Regions from separate parts of the Mus musculus genome. Here regions 1 and 3 are each linked to region 2. The links are chromatin contacts, called in public HiChIP or PLAC-seq maps. All regions are on one chromosome and are shown on one strand. Each heading gives the region's core, a stretch centred on a gene start, on an enhancer-like site or on the middle of the called end of the contact. The rest is flanking DNA. Distances are from core to core; before and after follow the strand shown.

Region 1 (2,868 bases), core at 286-2,785, 150 kb after region 2:
TTTAATCTGGTAGGTTTTGCAGGAGCCAGGGATACAGCTGAGTGGTATCCACAAAGCCCCAGACATCCCAGGAAATACTTGTGAAGAAAGTGTGGGGTTGCTCCTGGCTCCCACTTCCCATTCATTCACTGTCAGACACTCCTTCTACAGTGTTAAAACACGTAACTTCCCGTGCCTCGTTTGTGTCTCATCTCTCTTGGTCGTTGCTGTTTTTATAGTGTCCAGACTGGTGACCATTTCCAAGGACCCATACGAAGCGTGTGATGGCGCCCATGCCCTCGTTATCTGCACTGAGTGGGACATGTTTAAGGTGATGTAGAGGCATTCCAGTGCAAACACAAGTTGGGTCTGTGTCTACATGTGTGTCCTAATTATTCACTGGTACATCTACACAGGAACTGGATTACGAACGGATTCATAAAAAAATGCTGAAGCCAGCCTTTATCTTTGATGGTCGGCGTGTCCTGGATGGGCTCCACAGTGAGCTACAGACCATTGGCTTCCAGGTAATCAGGATTCTAAGCCGGCTGTTTTGCTTGTTTGGTTTGGTCTGGTTATCATTATTTTGTTTTAGTTATTATTGTGTGTGTATATGCATGACTTTGGGTGGGGCATATGTGGAGGTCAGAGGACAACTTTGTAGAGTCAGTTCGCCCACCCCTTCCTTCTCCTGTCACAGGGCTTCGGGCTTGGGCAGAAGTACCTTTACCCTCTGAGCCACCTCAGTGCCCACCCAGACGATCTGTGAACCCATTGATGGGTTTCAAAGCGTCACATTTTCTAAGTTAGCAGTAGGACAGTAAGATAACCAGGACAAGAGGCCTGTTCTCTGCAAAGTCTGGGTTGTTCGTTTGTAACCTAAGGTTGGTGTCCTTTACTTGGCAGTAGAAGGGTATCAGGTGCCTATCATACGGAAACAGTGTGTGCCCTATCGTAAAGGTGAAGAAGACCCACTGTGGTTCCATGGTGCACTCTTGTTATGCACAGCTGAGCTTTACCCCAGTGAAGCCTGGGTGAGGGGTGGGGTTTGACTGTGGGTGGCCTCTGAGGAACTGCTTCACCTGGAACAACACTGTCATCCTCCTGTGAGAATAGCTACCATCCACCTCGCCGGGTACCCAGGCTCGTGGCCGGCCTGGTGTTGCTCCCGTACCTTTCAGACACTCAGCCCTGCCTGTGCCGTGAGAAGTCTGAGGGAACAATGTGGGCCTTAGGAGCCCTGTCTGCATTCGCATTCATTCATGTGGAGCTGGGGAGCTGGCAGAACAGGCCCAGAGCAGAGCATCTGTGTGTCACCGGTCTTTGCTGCACCAGGGCTCTGCAAGTACTAGCGAGTTGTTACTTGCAGCCTCCTGCAGCCGTGTGGACGGCGGAGAGGCTCCTGGCAGAGTAATTTAGGGAAGACGAAGAACAGTTGGTGGAGGAGGGCCGCCGCCGCCAGCATGGCGCCAAACTGAGCTTCAGCACGGCCTTAGCACTGGCTTAGCGGCAGCGCCAGGAAGGCCTTATCTGCTCACCACAAAGACTGGTCTGCTTTCTTTAACCTCTCACTCACTCGCTAGAGGGCCTTTTCTCTGCCGTTTGTTTGTGAGATACGAGGTCTCAGCAGAGTCAGCTGGCAACTCTGTTAACTCCTTGGAAACTCCCCCATCTTACTCTCCTTAGCGAGCAAGTGAGCAGCAGGGCTGCTTTTCCCTGGTTTTGATTTAAACTTTGGAGTGTTGTTTTTTAAATGTTATTTCCAAGACAAATATAGAAAGATAAATATTTTTAAAAGTTTTAGCTGGGTGCATACCTTTAATCCCAGGTCTTGGGAGACAGAGACAGTTGGATCCCTGAGTTTCAGGCCAGCCTGGTCTATCTATGTAGTGAGTTCCAGGACAGCTACAGAAAACCTGTCACAACAACTAACTAACTAACTAACTAACTAACTAACTAACTCAATGCCTGGAGAAATGGCTCTGCTCTTGCACAGGACCCTTCCAGCACCCACATGGTGAGTCACAGACATCTCTAACTCCAGTTCTAGGTAATTAGGGGTCCTCTTCTTGTCTCCAAGGATACCAGCCACATACACAGTGTACATATATATATGCACATATAGGCATATAAAAATGAATGATCCTGGGGCTGGAGAGATGGCTCAGCGGTTAAGAGCACTGACTGCTCTTCCAGAGGTCCTGAGTTCAATTCCCAGCAACCACATGGTGGCTCACAACCATCTGTAATGGGATTAGATGCCCTCTTCTAGTGTGTCTGAGGACAGCAACAGTGTATTCACATACATGAAATAAACAAATAAATATAAAAAAAAAAAAAAGAATGATCCTGAGTTCTTTGAAAACTTAACTCCCCAGTAAGATTTTTTTTTTAATTGAATTCAGCTGGGTTTGGTAGCGCCCTTCTCCACTTGTGCACTTGGGAGGCAGAAGCAGGGTGACCAGGAGTGCAAGGTCACCTCTGCTGCATAGGTAGCTCCAGGCCTGCCTCAAAGATAAAATAGGAAATGGGAGCCCTAACTCAGGGAGAGTATGTAAGTCACTCGGTAAGAAAATAGACTACTGTAAATAAAGCAGGCATCCCTTGTAGTGTGAGTCAGATGAAAGAATTAACTTTTAATTCAAACGAGATATAGAAATAGAATAGTATGTTTATCTCTACTAGAGAAAAGATAAATTTACACTGGTAAGGGGTGGTGTGGACTGGAGAGGTGGCTCGGACTTTAAGAGTACTCACTGCTCTTCAGGAGGCCCTGATTTCAGTTCCTAGTATGTGCACATATAGGCAAACCCTCGTATGTATGTATGTATGTATGTATGATCTACATAGTGAGTTCCAGGACAGCTAGAGAAAACCTGTTACCAAAAA
Region 2 (2,853 bases), core at 184-2,683:
AATGAATGACCATATTGCTAATGAGAAAGTACAGAATTCTGGGTCCAGCACTTGGCTCAATAACAGTGCCTAGAATACATGAAGTCCTGGCTGAGTATGATCCCAAAACTAGGAAGGTGGAAGGAGGAGGATCAGAAATTTAAGATCAGCTACATAGCAAAGCTGAGGCCAGCCTAGACTACATAGACCTTGCCTGAAAAGAAGAAATGCAGGAGGTTGGAGGGACGGGAAAAGGAGGCCAGCCACATGGTTCAATAGATAAAAGGGGTTGTCACCAAATGTGGCAATTTCTAGAACTTACATGGTAGAAGGAAAGAACCAACAACCCCTACACCTGCACTCACATGTGCATATAGACACATGTATACACACACACACACACACACACACACACACACACACACACACACACACACGCGCGCGCGCATGCACGGAGGAAAAACAGTGCAAAATCTAATGCAGTCCTCAGGCTGGGAATAGGTATACTGAGCATGTACTAGGCCCAAGCTCAAATCCCAACTCTATCCTTCATCGACTCCAAAAAGGGTTCTAATACATTTTCAGAGGTGAAAGGAAAACAAAGTGTAAGAAGTAATCCTTAACATATTAATGCTGAGTACAAAGTAGCAACTGATGCTATTACTGTCCTTTCAGTCTCTCTATGTAATGCAGGCCAACCTCAAACCTGTAGAGATCTTTCTGCCTCAGCCTACTGTATGCTGGGATTTTAGGTGTGTGCCACCATATAAATATTTGATATCGAGGATCAAAGCAAGACTTTGCACATGCTAGGGTAAGCATCCACTACCCAGCTTAGACACATTACTAGCTCATAAATAAAGTACTTGTTGTTGTGAATATAGGTTCTTGCATGCACATATGTCTGTGTACCACTTGCTTGTCTGGTGCCCACGGAGGTCAGAGGAGAACCTAAATAAGAAGTTTTCATACACCTTATTTTTATCTATTCGAAAATGAAATTTTAATCCAAATATCCAGCTGAGATCAGTAGTACATATCTGTGGGGTGGTGAGCTGTGCCTGGTCCCCCGGGTCGAGCACAGGTCTGGAACCGGAGCGCCCCCCCCCCCCCCGCCCCCGTGGTGGGCGGAGATTTCCAACAGCAAGGGACAGCAGGAGTTTGGCCACGCCTCCTGGGTATCCCACTGTGCTCGCAGCACACAGCTACAGCAGCAGAGGTAGCTACAGCCTCCCACAGCCCCCCTGCAGAGAGGCATGCTGCATCAATCAAGTACTAGCTGCACCAAGCCCTCCCACATACAAATAAGGTTTCCCCAAACTCAGTCCAAGCCAATAAAAAGCACCTGCTGTCAAACCCTGGATCATCCCCAAAACTGTATATAAGTCCCATGCAGGGAGAGAACTACTCCGTCATCTGAGGCTTTGTCCTAAGAGCTCTAACACTTGGGGAGAGGTCGGCTCTCCCAAAGAGCTGCCTGAGGTCCTGTCGCACTCTCGCTAGTCAGCTTCTCCTCGGCCCAGCCCGACCCGACTCAGTGAAGAATTACTGCATGGCAGAGAAGTGGAGACAACCAGCACAGCAGAAGCAGGGAAGTAACTTCCCCTCCCTGCCTGCATTCGCTTCCCTTCGGGGAACCCTCGCACCAAGCCTGGCCAGAGATCTCCGTGTAAAACCTCTGGTAGCCAGGCCCACACATATGCAAGCACTAAAGATGCAGAAGTATGAGGATCAAGAAGAGTCTGTGAGCTGTTCCTCCCATGCATGGGCTGTTCCTAGAATGTGCTTCTGTGCCCCTCCCAGGTATGGTAAGTAGGAGTAGGTTTACTTCAGGTTACAGGTCCTGCTTCTATTATTCTGATGAGGTTTCCAAGCAGGGTCTGTCCTCATGACAGTATACAGCTTGAACTCACCTGAACTTTGCTCATATGATCTTGCTTAACCCTCAGAATGTAAATTCTATTATGCCCTAAAGAAAGTGATTGCATGTGACTTTAGTCCTCCTCATTTTAGGCTACATTTTCCCATGTTCATGCCACCAACTAGAATGGTAACTCTACCACTGAATTACATCTGTCCAGCCCCAGTAGAAAAAACTGTTAAGATGGGCATGGTAGTTCAAATGTACAATCCCAGTTCTTAGGAAACTCACACAAAAGGAGATTGGGCAGTGAATTCTATGCCAGCCTCCACTACATAATGAGACAGCTGGGCAGTGGTGCTGCATGCCTTTAATCCCAGCAGGTGGGAGGCAGAGGCAGGCGAATTTCTGAGTTCCAGACCAGCCTGGTCTACAGATTGAGTTCCAGGACAGCCTGGGCAATACAGAGAAACACTGTCTTGAACCACCCCCCACCACCACCCCCCAAAAAAAAATCACTACATAATGATAACTTGTCTTAGAGGAAGAGAAAGTGGACCAACAAATTGATGGAAGAGAAAAATTTGATTCTCCATGCCTTGTTTGAAATAAAGATATTTAAAGCTTAGCAGCTACATTTGTTAAATCTCAAAGAAATCTGGAAGAGGTCTTGCCCAGTACCTGTGGCTCTTCCCAGCACTTCTCACATGACCTCCTACCCTAAGCCTCTCCCTCCATGGGGCTGAGCTTCCACTTAGCTATATAACAGCCATTTTGCCTCCATACCTGAATCTCCTGATCTCTTTTTCAGATTGCCCCAAACCACCATCCCTTTCCTCTTTTCTCTCTCACTCCCCACCCCTCCTTTCATGGCCATATTCAGTCCAGAGCCTTTGTACTCTCCCTTAATAAGCCCTCCCTCAACCATACCTAGCAGACACAGTCCTCTCCCAACATTTAATATACATTACTTACCTCTAACCTATTTTTCAATGACTTAAGATATAAGCCAG
Region 3 (2,783 bases), core at 260-2,759, 230 kb after region 2:
TGTTGCAATAGACATCTACTTAAATACAAACTCTTGTATTCCTGAAGGCTTTACTGTCTTTCCCAGTAGATATGGTGTCATAAAATGACAAGACCCAACAAGAAGTGGTTAGAAAAAGATTTCAAAGTTCAAGGCCAAAGTTTGATACTGCCCTCTACACTAAATTCTTTGATAGTCACGTTTTCTCTTAAAGTTATATGCAATTGTTAATTTCTATTCCACAACCAGGTTGCTCATTTACTCATAGGAAACTTGCTGGCCAGGTGTGGGCTACCACCCCTATAATCCCAGCAGTGGGGTGGTGGAGGCAGGCCCACTAGAGTTTCATAGCAAGAGCAGCTTCCAAAGCTTGCTTATCCTAAATCTTTTCTTGTTTTTTTTTTTTTTTTCCCCTGTGTGGGCGTGTCTTGGTTATGTCAAAGATTTGACTATTCTTTAAGAGACTTAATGAAGCTTTAGGAAGGAATTAAGGGGCTAGTTTTCTTCCTTCCTTCCTTCCTGTCTTTCTTTCTTAGATTTATTTATTATATGTAAGTACACTGTAGTTGACCTCAGACACTCCAAAAGAGGGCATCAGATTTCATTACGGATGGTTTTGAGCCACCATGTGGTTGCTGGGATTTGAACTCAGGACCTTTGGAAGAGCAGTCAGTGATCTTAACCGCTGAGCCATCTCTCCAGTCCCGGGGGCTAGTTCTCTTAGCTTGGTAGTTTTAGAGCAAAGACATTGGGGCTGAGGGTTGCCCAGTTGGTTGCATGCATTCACAGTAGCTCTGAGTTTGATCCCTTGCATCGTGTAAAGCAGGAGTGTTGGCATATATCTGAGATTTCAGCGTTTGGGAGGCAGTAGAGAAATCAGAAGTTCAAGGTCATTCTCAGCTACATAAGGAGTTTGGGACCTGGACAAGTCACATGATCTTCTGCCTCAGAAAAACAACCCCCCCAAACAAACAAAATGCCTTTACTGTAAACAGTCCGTTAAATGCAAACATATACCCACGTGATGGAAGGTTCCCTGAAAGTTGTTCTCTGACCACAGCTTGTCATTCCATCTTCAATAGATAAATGTATTAAAAAGTTAAAAAAAATGTCCATTCACTAAGGGTCTGTTAGTTTGAGCCAAAATCAATAGGTCAAACATTAAAAATAAAATAAATCAGTGTAAAGTTTGATGAGAACAGTTGACCTTTGCGGGGCGCATCGAATACACTTCATCCTACCGTGGTGGCAGTAAGAACTTCTGGAAGCGGCTACAGAGCACTGCCCTTGCAGCACGTGCGTGTACTGCAGGAAGGAAGCCACCTGGGAACCCGGCTTAGAGGAAGTCAGCCTCAGATCCCAAATTGGGCGTCTCCCGGCCACGATCGCACGCGCACTCGCCGTCCTACAAGGTAGCAACCCTCCGGTTGCTAGGGCTGTGGTCCTGCACCCAGTGCGCAGCTCCCGCCTCGGGGCGGGGCCGCGGGGAACGCGCGCCTCCGACGTCATCGCCGCGCGCCGCCGCCCGCGCTTCTGCTACTTCGCGGGAGAAGTTGTTGGCGCCAATGGATCCCGAGCCCCGATAACGAATTACCCCAGCCACGGGCCTGCCCACCTGCTCCTGTTCGGTCGTGGGGCTGCGATGGTGAGCCGCCCGGGAGGCCGTGCAGCTACAGAGGCTTTGCAGGCGGGGGTGTGAACGGGGCGCCGCCGCGGTGCGGGATGGGGAGGACGATGCAGAGGGCTCCGAGGGGCCCGGCTTAGGGTGCGGGGCGCACCAGGGACGCAGCTGCAGGGAGGTGGCTGCTACGCGGCAATTTCACATCCCCACCCCCCCGACTCTTGGGGGAAGGGAGGAAGGAAGAAGAAAGTTGATTTGGACGGGGCGTTAAAAGTTACTTTCGTGTACAGCCTTGTCCCAAATCATCTCTGTTGGAGTGCTTCCTAAAGTCCCGACTTCAAGCTTTGCGTGGAAGAATGTCACACTTGGCTTTCGCAGGGAGAAGTTTGCTCGGGCCTTCAGCTTGAATCAGCTTCCTGGAAGCGAGTGTCAGCTGTGACACAAGGAAGTTTATTTGTTTATTTTGTTTAGAATAATTTATAGGAGTTGAGCGGATCCTGGTTTACCAGGAATAAAAACACGGCGAGTACAGACGGATGTTCTGTATTTGACAGCTGTCATCTCTTATCACCTGTTACGATAAGTAGTTTTTTTTTTTTTTAAACCTCAGTTCCAACTTCAATAATTCAATGTAGTGGACATTCAAATAGTTTGAAAGTGAAATTGTTTGAAAGTCCCTGGCATAGGAGACAGATACAAGTTGGAAATAATTTTTAATTTACTGGACCACTGAAGATGTTCAGCTAATCTACAAGATATTTAACAATCACACTTACACACACTTTTATTATTCTTAAGCTTGTCAGAACACCAGCATGCAGGGGAGAAAAGTGTTACACCAAACTGGAAAAAGTTTCAGCTCTCTGTTTTTTATTCTTTGGGGAAAAAAGATAGTGATGGTAGCCACCCAGAGTCGGCCTTTTTATTTTCGGGATAATATGTGAGTTTGCTTTAAATACCGTCTAGAAATTCATCTGAAGTGTTGTTTTGGAAAATATTTATTCTTATTTTAGTTATGTGTATCTGTGTTTGTATATGCACACATAGTTTGTGTATGCACACATATGTTTGAAGGCCCATGGTAGCCAGAAGAGTGTGTCAGATCCTCCAGAGGTGGTGTTACAGGTGGTTTTGAGCTGCTTTCTGTGGGTGTTAGTTCTGGAAGTCAGGGTCTCTGCAAAGA

The links. HiChIP or PLAC-seq counts read pairs in DNA pulled down with a chosen protein or histone mark.
Region 1: an H3K27ac HiChIP or PLAC-seq map of embryonic stem cells shows a contact between it and region 2, with 2.6 times the contacts expected there. The contact joins two enhancer-like sites. A contact is called at or near these places in 5 of 39 promoter capture datasets (embryonic stem cells, hematopoietic stem and progenitor cells, liver and 2 more), 1 of 15 datasets of contacts at CTCF or cohesin (large pre-B cells), 6 of 484 Hi-C or Micro-C datasets (the AML12 cell line, the AtT-20 cell line, LSK cells and 3 more), 1 of 115 datasets of contacts at active chromatin or transcription factors (embryonic stem cells) and 3 of 9 other capture datasets (adipose tissue, liver and pancreatic islet).
Region 3: an H3K4me3 HiChIP or PLAC-seq map of embryonic stem cells shows a contact between it and region 2, with 4 times the contacts expected there. The contact joins the promoter of Rfc1 here to the enhancer-like site in region 2. A contact is called at or near these places in 1 of 39 promoter capture datasets (cranial neural crest), 1 of 115 datasets of contacts at active chromatin or transcription factors (embryonic stem cells) and 4 of 9 other capture datasets (adipose tissue, embryonic stem cells, liver and 1 more).

What each region holds. Positions count from the first base shown.
Region 1 is chr5:65,414,463-65,417,330 of GRCm38.p6, reverse strand. It overlaps Ugdh (UDP-glucose dehydrogenase), which reads left to right. Exons shown (of 12, transcript NM_009466.2): 10 at 219-310; 11 at 396-506. Among named protein-coding and RNA genes, the nearest start is that of Ugdh, 20 kb to the left of the region's middle. RefSeq lists an enhancer at 759-2,356. Within about 2 kb of position 1,535, at least 121 of the 459 cell types and tissues checked have an H3K27ac peak or open chromatin away from gene starts, as enhancers often do. A contact at or near this core is called in embryonic stem cells and stem cell-derived epiblast-like cells, where this site is marked.
Region 2 is chr5:65,560,036-65,562,888 of GRCm38.p6, reverse strand. The region is part of intron 1 of Ube2k (ubiquitin-conjugating enzyme E2K); the gene reads right to left. It overlaps Gm40309 (a long non-coding RNA gene), which reads right to left. Exons shown (of 2, transcript XR_868455.3): 2 at 1-2,853. Among named protein-coding and RNA genes, the nearest start is that of Gm40309, 20 kb to the right of the region's middle. Within about 2 kb of position 1,433, at least 35 of the 459 cell types and tissues checked have an H3K27ac peak or open chromatin away from gene starts, as enhancers often do. A contact at or near this core is called in embryonic stem cells and stem cell-derived epiblast-like cells, where this site is marked.
Region 3 is chr5:65,334,365-65,337,147 of GRCm38.p6, reverse strand. It overlaps Rfc1 (replication factor C (activator 1) 1), which reads left to right and starts at 1,509. Exons shown (of 25, transcript NM_001347357.1): 1 at 1,509-1,624. The coding sequence starts at 1,622.